3 separate regions of the Rattus norvegicus genome follow, and regions 1 and 2 are each linked to region 3. A link is a contact called in public Hi-C data. All regions are on one chromosome and are shown on one strand. Each heading gives the region's core, a stretch centred on a gene start, on an enhancer-like site or on the middle of the called end of the contact. The rest is flanking DNA. Distances are from core to core; before and after follow the strand shown. Region 1 holds the start of Vgf (VGF nerve growth factor inducible). Region 2 overlaps LOC120095911 (a long non-coding RNA gene). Region 3 holds the start of Ufsp1 (UFM1-specific peptidase 1).

The links. Hi-C and Micro-C count contacts between places; a contact is called where the count stands out from the background.
Region 1: a Hi-C map of frontal cortex shows a contact between it and region 3, with 2.3 times the contacts expected there. The contact joins the promoter of Vgf here to the promoter of Ufsp1 in region 3. A contact is called at or near these places in 2 of 12 Hi-C or Micro-C datasets (frontal cortex and hepatocytes).
Region 2: a contact with region 3 is called in a Hi-C map of kidney, with 5 times the contacts expected there. The contact joins the enhancer-like site here to the promoter of Ufsp1 in region 3. A contact is called at or near these places in 12 of 12 Hi-C or Micro-C datasets (the A7r5 cell line, the Rat2 cell line, Schwann cells and 7 more) and 1 of 1 datasets of contacts at active chromatin or transcription factors (oligodendrocytes).

What each region holds. Positions count from the first base shown.
Region 1 is chr12:25,275,056-25,278,552 of GRCr8, forward strand. It overlaps Vgf (VGF nerve growth factor inducible), which reads right to left and starts at 1,965. Exons shown (of 2, transcript NM_001395575.1): 1 at 1,799-1,965; 2 at 1-1,294. The coding sequence starts at 1,274.
Region 2 is chr12:25,185,210-25,188,593 of GRCr8, forward strand. The region is part of intron 1 of LOC120095911 (a long non-coding RNA gene); the gene reads right to left. Among named protein-coding and RNA genes, the nearest start is that of Trim56, 6.4 kb to the right of the region's middle. Within about 2 kb of position 1,547, at least 3 of the 93 cell types and tissues checked have an H3K27ac peak or open chromatin away from gene starts, as enhancers often do.
Region 3 is chr12:25,041,746-25,045,172 of GRCr8, forward strand. It overlaps Ufsp1 (UFM1-specific peptidase 1), which reads right to left and starts at 2,151. Exons shown (of 1, transcript NM_001419535.1): 1 at 1,137-2,151. The coding sequence starts at 1,798. The coding sequence ends at 1,397. It overlaps Srrt (serrate, RNA effector molecule), which reads left to right. Exons shown (of 20, transcript NM_001427441.1): 17 at 75-231; 18 at 375-476; 19 at 580-703; 20 at 903-1,102. The coding sequence ends at 978. It overlaps Ache (acetylcholinesterase), which reads right to left. Exons shown (of 5, transcript NM_172009.3): 5 at 1,137-2,705. The coding sequence ends at 2,584.

The sequences.
Region 1 (3,497 bases), core at 715-3,214, 230 kb after region 3:
TCCTGGGAGCGCTTGTCCTCGGCTCCGGCTTCCCCGTCCTCCTCCTCGGCGAACAGGAGCGCGTTCTGCCGCGCCCTCTCCGCCTCCTCTGCCTCCGCCTCCGCCTCTGCCGCCTCCTCATCCTCTTCCCCCACCTCGTCCTCCCCACCACCGCGTCTCTCCTGCTCCGCCTCCTCCTCCCTCTCGTTCTCCCGCTCTTGCTGCGTCTCCTGCAGCCCGCGACCCCCGAGATCGCGCTGCCGGGCGCCGCCCTGCAGCAAATACTGGAGCAGCAGGTCGGAGGCGAGATCGGCCAGCCGCTCTTCTTGCGCTGCGGCCTGCCGGGTGGCCTCCGCCTGCCTCCTCCCTGCCTCTACCTGAGCTAACCCTTGTTGAAGCAGGCGCTCTCCTGCCTCGGAACCGCCCAGGAATGAGCCCTCGAGCCGACGCACCTTGGGGAAGGGGGCACTTAGACTTTGGTACGCCTTGGATAAGGGTGTCAAAGTCTCACCAAGATGTGTTTTAGGGGAGGACACTCCTTCCCCGAACTGATGGGTTTCGGGAAGGGGAACGTTTTCGGACATTCGAGCCTGGAATTGAGAAGGGACCGAGGGCGGCAGAGGAGCACGCTCCGGGACGCGCGCCTGGAACTCTCCCCAGGAAGCGCGCCATACGCGCTCTGGCCCGGGGCTCTCCAGATTGACTCGGGTCAGCGTGTGCGTGCGGGTTTCAGTCTCTGCTGCCGCCGTCTCTTGCTGGCGCTTAGCATTACTCGGACTGAAATCTCGAAGTTCTTGGAGCAAGGATGCTAGTGCCTCCAGCTCTTCTGAGCGGTCGTCTGCCTCGGGATCGTTGTCCTGAGTCTGAGGGCGAGGGGGCGCCACAGCGGACGCTTGGATTTCTGATGCCGGGAGGCTATGGGTCTGACTGCGCACGGACTCGGTCAGCAGAGCTTCTGCTGCTTCTTCGGGTGTTCCCTGCTGGGAACCTGCCGGGACAGCCGGGGGCGAGGCCGGACGGTCCAGTGCCTGCAACAGTACCGCGGCCAGCGCCCGGGGATCCACGCCCTGGAAGAGCTCTCCCTGGTCCTGAGGCTCGGAATTCCGAGCCGCTCGGACCTCTGGGACGCTGTCATCCTTTGGCCGGGACACTGCGTCCTCAGCTACCTGCCCATTATGCTCAGAGCCGAGGGGAGGAGGATAAACATCGGAGCGCCCGGGGGGTGCTGCTCCCAACCCCCGGATGAGTAGAAGGAAGCAGAAGAGGACGGATGCTGGCAACGTGAAGGTTTTCATGACCAACGGGCTGCCAGAGACTGAAAAACAGAAGAAACCAGAGAAATAGAGGATTTCTATAAGAATTTCCCTCTTTCTATTTCTGCATTCCCTCCCCCCACCTTTAAGCAGGAAATCCGGGGTTTCCCTCATTTCTCTAACCTTACCCGAAGAGAAACGTTTAGCAGAGAACAAGAAAGATGTGGCAATCTCTGGGGTCGTGCAAATGGTCAGAGAACGCTCGCAATCCTCGTTCTGGGTACCCAGTGCCTCCTGTCGCCCCCTTCCCAAAGTCATCTCTCAGCCAGCGCCCGTGTACTAAGCAGCAATGATAAGTGGGAGGGGGGATCTGTTCCCTCCCCACAGGACTCCCCGGATGGTGCGTGGGCGACTTCATCAGCGACAGAGAAGCAGAGACTCCCCGTTTACCAAAGACCCTTCCCGGGGGCACACCGCTATGCTCTCAATACCCCATAAGGAAAGAAAATCCTCCTTTCACGCCCACGAGTGAAGAGGGTTAGAGGGATGGACAGCGGAGTATTTACCAGCCGGTGTCACGACGGCGGGAGGTGGAGAGGAGGGTCGGGGCAGGGGGAAAATCCGGACCCGTCTGCCCTGGCTCCGTTCCGTGGCTGGAGTATGAAAGATGGTCGAGGGCTGGCGTCCTAGGAGCTGGGCTCAGCTGGGTCAGCAACAGCGCTCTCGCTCCGGCTTCAGCACGCTGGACAGCGCCCGCGCCACCGCTGCTTTATAAAGGGGAGCGCGCGGGGTCACGTGGTCTCGCCCCGCCCCATTGACGTCAATGTTCATTCATGGGGAAGCGGGCGGGTGCCTGGTGGACTGTGGAAGTCCAATGATTGGAGGATAAGCGTCGCTCCCGGCCTGCACCTGCGCAGTAGGGCCCTCGGCTAGAGGGGCGTGAGCTAGCGGAGCTCCGGGAAATGAATGAATGAATGAATGAATGAAATGTCTAGGCGGGCGGGGCAGGGGGCTATGAATGAATGAAGGAGGGACGAGGAGAAAAGGATGAATGAATGAATGGAAAAATGAATGGAAGGGTGGGTACAGAGGAGCCAGAAGGCGGGAGGGTGGGTTACAAAGCTCTTGAGGCGCGGAGCCCGCGTTGCTGAGCAGAATAGGAAGAGGGCACCGCCAGCATCTAATTGGGCGCCAGTAAAAGATCAGTACTGGATGGGGGGACGGTAAGGGATTGAAAGCCGGGGAAGGGGCCTGCCTCCCTACTCCGCCACAGTATGGTCTATAGGGAGCACGCCCAAGGACGACTTGAACCTGAGAGGAAGAGGGGGTGGATCTGCGGTGTGGGATGCCCGCCCAGGGTCAGCGCAGATGGGTGGATCTTGCGGTTTGGGTAATCACCTTGGAAAGGGTCCTAGTCGGAAGAGAAAAGGGAAAGATTGACGATACGTGTGCCTCTGGGTCCTGTCTGTTCAAACCAGTTCTGAAGGGGGTGGGGAAAAAAGGTGTGTCTGCCCTTCTGGCCAGCGGACTTTGCTGTGGTTGATAAGGGGTCCCTGTTGTGCCCCCTTTTAATCCAACTCTCCCACACCCTTAAGCTTATTTCCCTCTCTCCCACAGCCCCCACCCAAGGACATTTGGAGGGCGAGAGCAGACCAGGTGGGGAGGGGGTTGAGCAGGTGGAGAGGGTGACTCAACTCCATTTCTCTCTACCGCTTAAAGGGGAGGTCTGAACGCGACTGGAGGGGGGTGCACTGCAACGTCAGAGATGGACCCTCTCAGCCACCAGACCCTTCGACCGTATCTCCTTCCCAGAGGGGTTGAGGCTGGGGGCTTGGACAGCTAGAGGTTCCGGGAGTGGGGGGCGATGACGCAGAGATTGCGCAGAAAATCTATCAGCCAGCCGGGTCCGGTGAAGGGAGACCAGACGTGGGCGGGGGTGGGATGGGAGGACGGAAATGGGGAGGGGGTAGAGGAGAGGGAAAGGTGGCCCCGGGAGCTGCTACTGCAGGAATGAAGGGGAGGGAGGAAGGCTGGAGGGGGCTGCGGTGCAGGCGGAGAGCAGTGCGGGGGCGTGGGCAGGGAAAGGGGGGGTGACAATGACACACACCAGACACACAAGAACTGCGGACACAGGGGTGCTTATAAGCACACGCAAAGCCCCCCAACCCGGACACTTGGAAACCAGAATGGGGAGGGCATCTGGAGGGTCTCAGAGCCTCTTTCAGAGTCAGCCCCCTCATACCATCCTGTTACTGACCCTCATTT
Region 2 (3,384 bases), core at 297-2,796, 140 kb after region 3:
GTGTTGGGACTCAGCCCCTCCCTCACTGCCTGACAAAAGCAATTCAAGCAGGAAGCGTTTATTGTGTTCCCACATGGTGGGACAGACAGGACGGCTGGAGTGTGTGGCGGATGGTCACATTTCATCTACAGTCCAGGACCCCAGTCTGTGGGACGCCACTGCCAATGTTTTGGTTTTTTTTTCTTTTTTTGGTTCTTTTTTTCGGAGCTGGGGACCGAACCCAGGGCCTTGCGCTTCCTAGGCAAGCACTCTGCCACTGAGCTAAATCCCCAGCCCCTGCCAATGTTTTCAGGATAGGCCTTCCCCTCAGTTAATCCAGTCTAGAAACTCCCTCACAGTCAGCCCCGAGATGTGTGTCCTAGGTGTTTCTAAGTCCTGACAGCTTTAGTCATCGCAATTAGCAGAGAGATGTGGTCTTGACGGCTGTGCTGAGACGTGGGTGAGCTGTTAGGCTTAGAGTCTGAGACAGAGAGGTTAAAGGAATTAGGTGAAATACTTCTGTTTTCAGACAGTCTTATGTAGCCAAGGCTGGCCTCAACGTCTCTGCCTAGTGGAGGCTGGCCTTGGTCTTCCCACTAAATGTGAAGAGCTGGGATCCTGAGTGCTGGGATCACAGGCTTCCGCCCACCTTCCCTGGGTTAGGCTTTCTGCGGCCTAGAACTGAGGACTCCATGTATGCTACATGAGTACTTATCAGCTGAGCCAAATCCCCAGCCTGGGAAATGCCTACAAATGAGTTAGTTAGTGGGGCTTCTAATGAGAGAGACATACAGGTACACCAGGCCCTCACCCACTGCTCTATGGCTGTCTATGAACAGCCCATTCCTCTCTGCAACAGCTAAACATGGAATGGTCACCACAAAAGGGTCTCCTGTGTGTGTGTGTGTGTGTGCGCGCATCTTCCCACGTGCATGCATGGGTGTGTGTTTTGTCTTGTCTTGTTTTTGAGACAAGGTTTAACTCTGAGCCGTGGGTAGCCTGGAACTCACTACGTAATCCTAGTTGTCCTTGAATTTATGATCTGCCTCAACCTCCGGAATGCTGGGATTATAAGATTAAACGGCGCCCCAGGCCGCTCAGGCTGGCCTTAAACTTGATATGTAGCTGTGGATAACCTTGGATTTCTGATCCTCCCGCCTCTGCCTCGCCTTTGCTGTGACTGCAGGTGCGGACCCAATGCCAAGTTTAAATGGTGCTGGGGTGGGAAGCCAGGGTTCTGTACAAACTAAAAGGCTCCCTGCGCTCTGAGCCACACCCCACAGGCCCATTGTCTTGGAAGCTTCTCAGAACCTCTTTGACTTTCCCCAAAGGAGCCTCTCACGGGGGAGTCGTTCTATCCCAAGCCAATTGGCGAAGGAGAAAAACACAACCAAGGCAGCGTTGCCATAGCAACGTTATGATTTGTTAGTTGGAAGGCTGTAAATCCCAGGGGAGGCACAGAGATAAGGACCCTTTGAGGTTCAGGAAGGAAGAGAGGTGGTTTTAACGGGGACTGGAAAGCAGGGATTCTTTAGTGAGGGTAAGGTCAGCTCTGGAAGGTGCCTAGCGCCCTCTGGTGGGCAAAGGTAGTAAAAACCGCTTTGGAGTAGACGGTTCCAGATCTATCTAGGGCAGCCCTGGAAAGAGGCCTTCGCCCAGCAGCAGGGCACGTTCGCTGTTGTACAGTGCTGATTTGTTATTTTCTTTTCATTTTTTTTTTTGCTCGTGTTGGTGGATCTAGCCCCAGACCTGATTTTTTTTTTTTTTTTAGTTCAGGCTAGCCTCGTTCTCCTTTTATTAATCGGACTTCCCAGTGTCAGGATTACAGGGCCGTATCACACCAGGTCTTAGCTGCACTTTCAGATGAGCATCAATGGCCAATAGGCAAAGGTGCTTGCCACCTGGCATGAAACCTAAGCCCAATCCCCTGGACCACACGGTGGCCAAGCCACACAGAGTGAACCAACTCTCACTGTCCTCTAAGGTCCACACATGCCTGCTCCCAGTACACAAAATAGAAATAATGTGTCATTTTTAACTCCTTAAATAAGCATTATGAGCCCATTTTATTCAATGCTATTTTCATTATGACTACCCCAAGAATGTAAATATCTTTTTAAATTATTATTACATTCATTTACTTATGGGAGAGGAGCGCCACCACATATGTGTGGCCATCAGAGGATAATTTGCAGGGGTTGGGTCTCTCCTTCCATCGTGTGGGTCCTGGGTATCGAACTCAGGTTGCTATTCTTGGTGGCAAGCCCCTTTACCTGCTGAGCCGACTTGCTGGCCCTGCGATGGTTCTTTGTGATGGTGGTTGCTGCTGATGCACCCAGTGGTAAGCCACGTGTAAGGGAAATAAAAGAGAACTGAGATTCAGGTGTTCCTCGTGAGAGCTACGTGAGCTCTCTAGCTGCTCTCGGTCACCTGGCAGAGAATGACAGCCTCAGGCGGAATTCCCGGCTCAGTTCGTTAATTAACACCTAAACACAGATGCAGAGGAAACCCCAGAGTCAAAGGAAAATAAACCTCGGAAGAGAAAAGCTGGTGGGGCAGCAATCTTTGCAAGCATTAAGACCTGACTTTGATTCTCGGGACCTACGTGGTGGCTTGTCGTCGTGGCTGGGGAAGTGGACAGGTGAATCCCTGAGACTCTCGGACTGGCCAGCCTAGCCTATTTGGTGACCACTGAGAGATCCTATCTCAGAACACAAGATGGATGACAGCTGAGAAAGGACGACCAGGGTTACCTCTGACCTACAGACACTCCTGTTGTCCATGAGGTAGACACAAGCACACAGGGTAAAGAGGGCTAGCCTGCCCCTCTGGCAGCAACTACTTATTAAAAGGAGAGCCCAGCCCTGAGAGATGGGTACACACACCTTTAATCCCAGCCCAGAGAGGCAGGGTGATCTCTGTGAGCTCCCAGCCAGCCTGGTCTACATAGTGAAACCCTGTATAAAAAGGAAACGAAAGAGCAAACATGTTCTTTACTCTGAAACTCCCCACCCACTCACCAAGAACACGCCCTTGATCAGTTTCCTCTCAGTAAGAAAATGGCGATTTGTTTGTGCTATAGACTATTCTAGGTACTTTCCTGATTTCTTTTACTTACTTCCTTGTAAACACACCAGTGGGTGAGCCCCAGTGTCTTGCTCTCCCTTAGCCCAGGCTAGCCTCAAATCCACTACATAGCTGAGGATGACCTTGAACTCCTGATCTTCCAGCCTCTGCCTGGGATTGCAGGTAAGGATCACCACTCCTGGTTTGATGGTGTTTGGTGGAGGGTGGACAAGGGGAGTTATGTGGAAGTCAAACTTTAACTATCGGTCAACTTTGGTTTGGTTTATTGTTTTCAAAGTCAGAGTTTCTCTGTGTAGCCCTGGCTGTCCTGGAACTTGC
Region 3 (3,427 bases), core at 901-3,400:
AGTGGAGGAGGCTGTTACCGTCCAGTGGTTGGGGAAGGAAGAGACTGCAGCATGCTGTCCTCATATCCACCCAGGGTCCAGAGTTTGTGCGCAAACATATCTTCAATAAGCACGCTGAGAAGATCGAGGAGGTGAAGAAGGAGGTGGCGTTCTTCAACAACTTCCTCACAGATGCCAAGCGCCCAGCTTTGCCTGAGATCAAGCCAGCTCAGCCACCTGGCCCTGCCCAGAGTAAGATACGATCTGTGGTGGCCGCCACACCTTTGACTCCTTGTTCCTCTTGAGATGTGTGCTCCACCAACCTGCAGGCCCATTCCTAGAATTCTTGTCAGTTCCTTTCCTCCCCGCAGTAATTCATGTTCCTGTCCATGTTGTACTCCCCCCAGGCCTGACCCCAGGACTTCCCTATCCACATCAGACACCACAGGGCTTGATGCCCTATGGTCAGCCCCGGCCTCCCATCTTGGGCTATGGAGGTGAGTGTGCAGGTGCAGTGCAGGGGTTCAGTATTTGTAGGGGCTACAAAGCTTAGGCTGAGGTTGAGGTCAGTTTTTAGTTCACCCTGGGTCTTTCTCATAGCTGGTGCTGTCCGCCCTGCAGTCCCAACAGGAGGGCCTCCATACCCCCATGCTCCATATGGTGCCGGCCGTGGGAACTATGATGCTTTTCGAGGCCAAGGTTATCCTGGGAAACCTCGGAACAGGTGAGTATGAAAGATGCCCCAGCTGCTTTCCCCTCCTCTGACTCTGGGGACATCTGTTGACACTGCCTTTCCCCCTCCTGACTCTGGGGACATCTGTTGACACTGCCTTTCCCCCTCCTGACTCTGGGGACATCTGTTGACACTGCCTTTCCCCCTCCTGACTCTGGGGACATCTGTTGACACTGCCTTTCTCTCTCAGGATGGTTCGAGGAGACCCAAGGGCTATAGTGGAGTATCGCGACCTGGATGCCCCGGATGACGTTGATTTCTTTTGAACCAGCCACGTCCCCTCATTCTGCATCGCTGCATCTGTACCTGTGACCTCTTTATCCTATCAGCTGAGAATTTTTTTGTACGTTATTTTACCTGCTAGTAAACAACTTGAGTACTGTGTGTTAACTGTGTGCAGTATGCCACTTCCACAAACACGGGCTGCGCCATAGGAAGCTGAATTATGCCAATTTATTACCATTTTCAGAACAGTGTCTTCACCCCGGCTGACCTAGAACTTGTGGGGTATACCAGGTTGACTCTGAACTCAGATTCACCTGCCCGGCCATCGTGCCTGACCCAAACTTTTGATGCTGAAAGAGACTTGTCTGCTGTTGGGGGGAGGGCCTGTGAGAAGTAAATAGATGTCTGATCAGTCTCAGTTCTGGGCTCTATCCGACAGTGCAGACAGGGCGTGTTGGTTCAGATAGGTCTGGTCAAGCACAGGTTGTAGAACGAATTGGAATCAAAGACATGGTTTACCTTTTGCCAGCCCACCCATCCAGCAGCTTGCAATTCACAACGGTTTTTTGGAGTGCCCCAGTAGTGTGGGTCCAGTATCAAGACATAGACTTCCATATCTGGCCCCTCACAGATTCCCAGCAGGGCCTTGGACTGAGCATCTGCATCTCCTCCCACCATTACTGGGCCCCCACCCGCTGTGAAGTGTGAATAAAGCCGCTCCAGTTCTCCCCTAAGCTCTGCTCCGCGGGGCAAGTGGTACAGGCGTCCCTGAGGTCCTCCAAAGTGCTCTAGACAGAGACTGGCCTCTACACAGCCGATCCAGTTCCGGGAGCCCCGGAAACCGGGGGGCTTGTCGCCCATGTCCTCTAGGGCTCCCTGCAAGGCTGCCAGTCCAGGCACGCCGGAGGACTGGCCCTCTGGCCAGGAGCACAGAGTCTGCAGGGTGCGGTAGCCGCATCCCCAGCCGCGGTCATCCAGTCCATCGCAACCGTAGTGATAGTAAAGGTAGTGGCCTGAGAGGAGAGCCAGTCGGGCGGGATCCTGGCAGGGTACAGCCAGGCCCAGGTGCACGTCCTTTAGCAGCTCCAGGGTGCTCGGTAGAGCAGCTGTCACCGAGGCAGGGCGGACTCCGGGTTCTTGGTGTTTTCTGGGATTAGCTAGGGCAGGGGAACTCATACCAAACAGCGTAGTAGCAGGAGAGGTCATTCCACAAGTTGACACCGACTTCCGAGCTCTCTAAAAGGCGCCGGCAAACCAGCCTTGCAGCGCAGTCGCAAGCTCCGCCCCTAGGGCGGACCTAGTGCTTACTTCCGCCGGATGCTGCGGGCAGGGTACATCAGTGCTCACCAATCCGGAGGCTTCTGTTCCTAGCGTCTCCGTGACCTGGTCCCCGCCCCAAGTTCCCGCCGGTAGCACAGACTCTAGTAGCTGTAACAGTTTATTGGCGGCCCAGAGGGGCGAAGGCACCGCGGGGAGGGGAGCTCAGCCCAAAACATGCAGAAGATGAGGATCCCCTAGTGGGAGGAAGTCGGGGCGGGGTGGACAGGGCCTGGGGGCTCGGTTGTATTATATCCCAGCCCTTAAATAAATAGTATATACAATCAGGGGCTCGGGCAGGACGGCAGGACCTGGGGTCCCCCAAGGGGTCACAGGTCTGAGCAGCGTTCCTGCTTGCTATAGTGGTCGAACTGGTTCTTCCAGTGCACCATGTAGGAGCTCCAGCGGTGGAACTCGGCCTTCCACTGGCGCTCCGCCTCGTCCAGCGTGTCTACGGCCAGGGCACCCCGCAAGAGTAGGAGGAAGAAACGGAACAGGTCGGGTAGTGGAGATCGATCGTGAGTGCGCCGGCGTACACGCATTGTCGGAGGCCGAGTGGGGCGGTGGGAAGAGAACAGTGGATGATCCGGAGAATGAAGGTAGAGGTGAAGTGTAGCAGGAAGGAGAGAGGAGGAGAAAAATCACCGGAAGACCGAGGGGAGGGACAGGATCAGAGTGGGAGGAGGGTCCATGGGTTGGTAGGGAAAAGAAAGAAGAAACAGAAATGGTTGGCGATTATAAGGCCCATTGGCTACGCCGACTAGCCCCAGATCCTTCTCCCCTCAACATCAGGCTCAAGCTCCAAAGGGTAATTTTACATTAAAAAAAAAAAAAACCCTGTGTTTTTGAATTTTTGTTTAAACAAAGATCCCTGAGTCTGTTCATTTTGTCTCGGCTTGAGAATGGAGTGGGGTGCTATATCCCTGAGAGGGGGCCCTTCTCCTCAGTCACACTCTAGAGTAAGTATGCTCTGAAGCCAGAAGGGGCAAGGGTTATATGTAGTTAGAGCCGCCGAAGCCCGGAGTGGAGGAGGAAAAGGAAGAAGAGAAGTGACAGGGATAAGGCGGGCCCTGGCCTCGGGGCAGCCTCCCCATGGGCGGGGCTTGGGCAGGTGCAGGGAACCTCTGTGGCTGGGGGAGGTGGAGAAGAGAGGGATTACATCCTGTGTTTTCC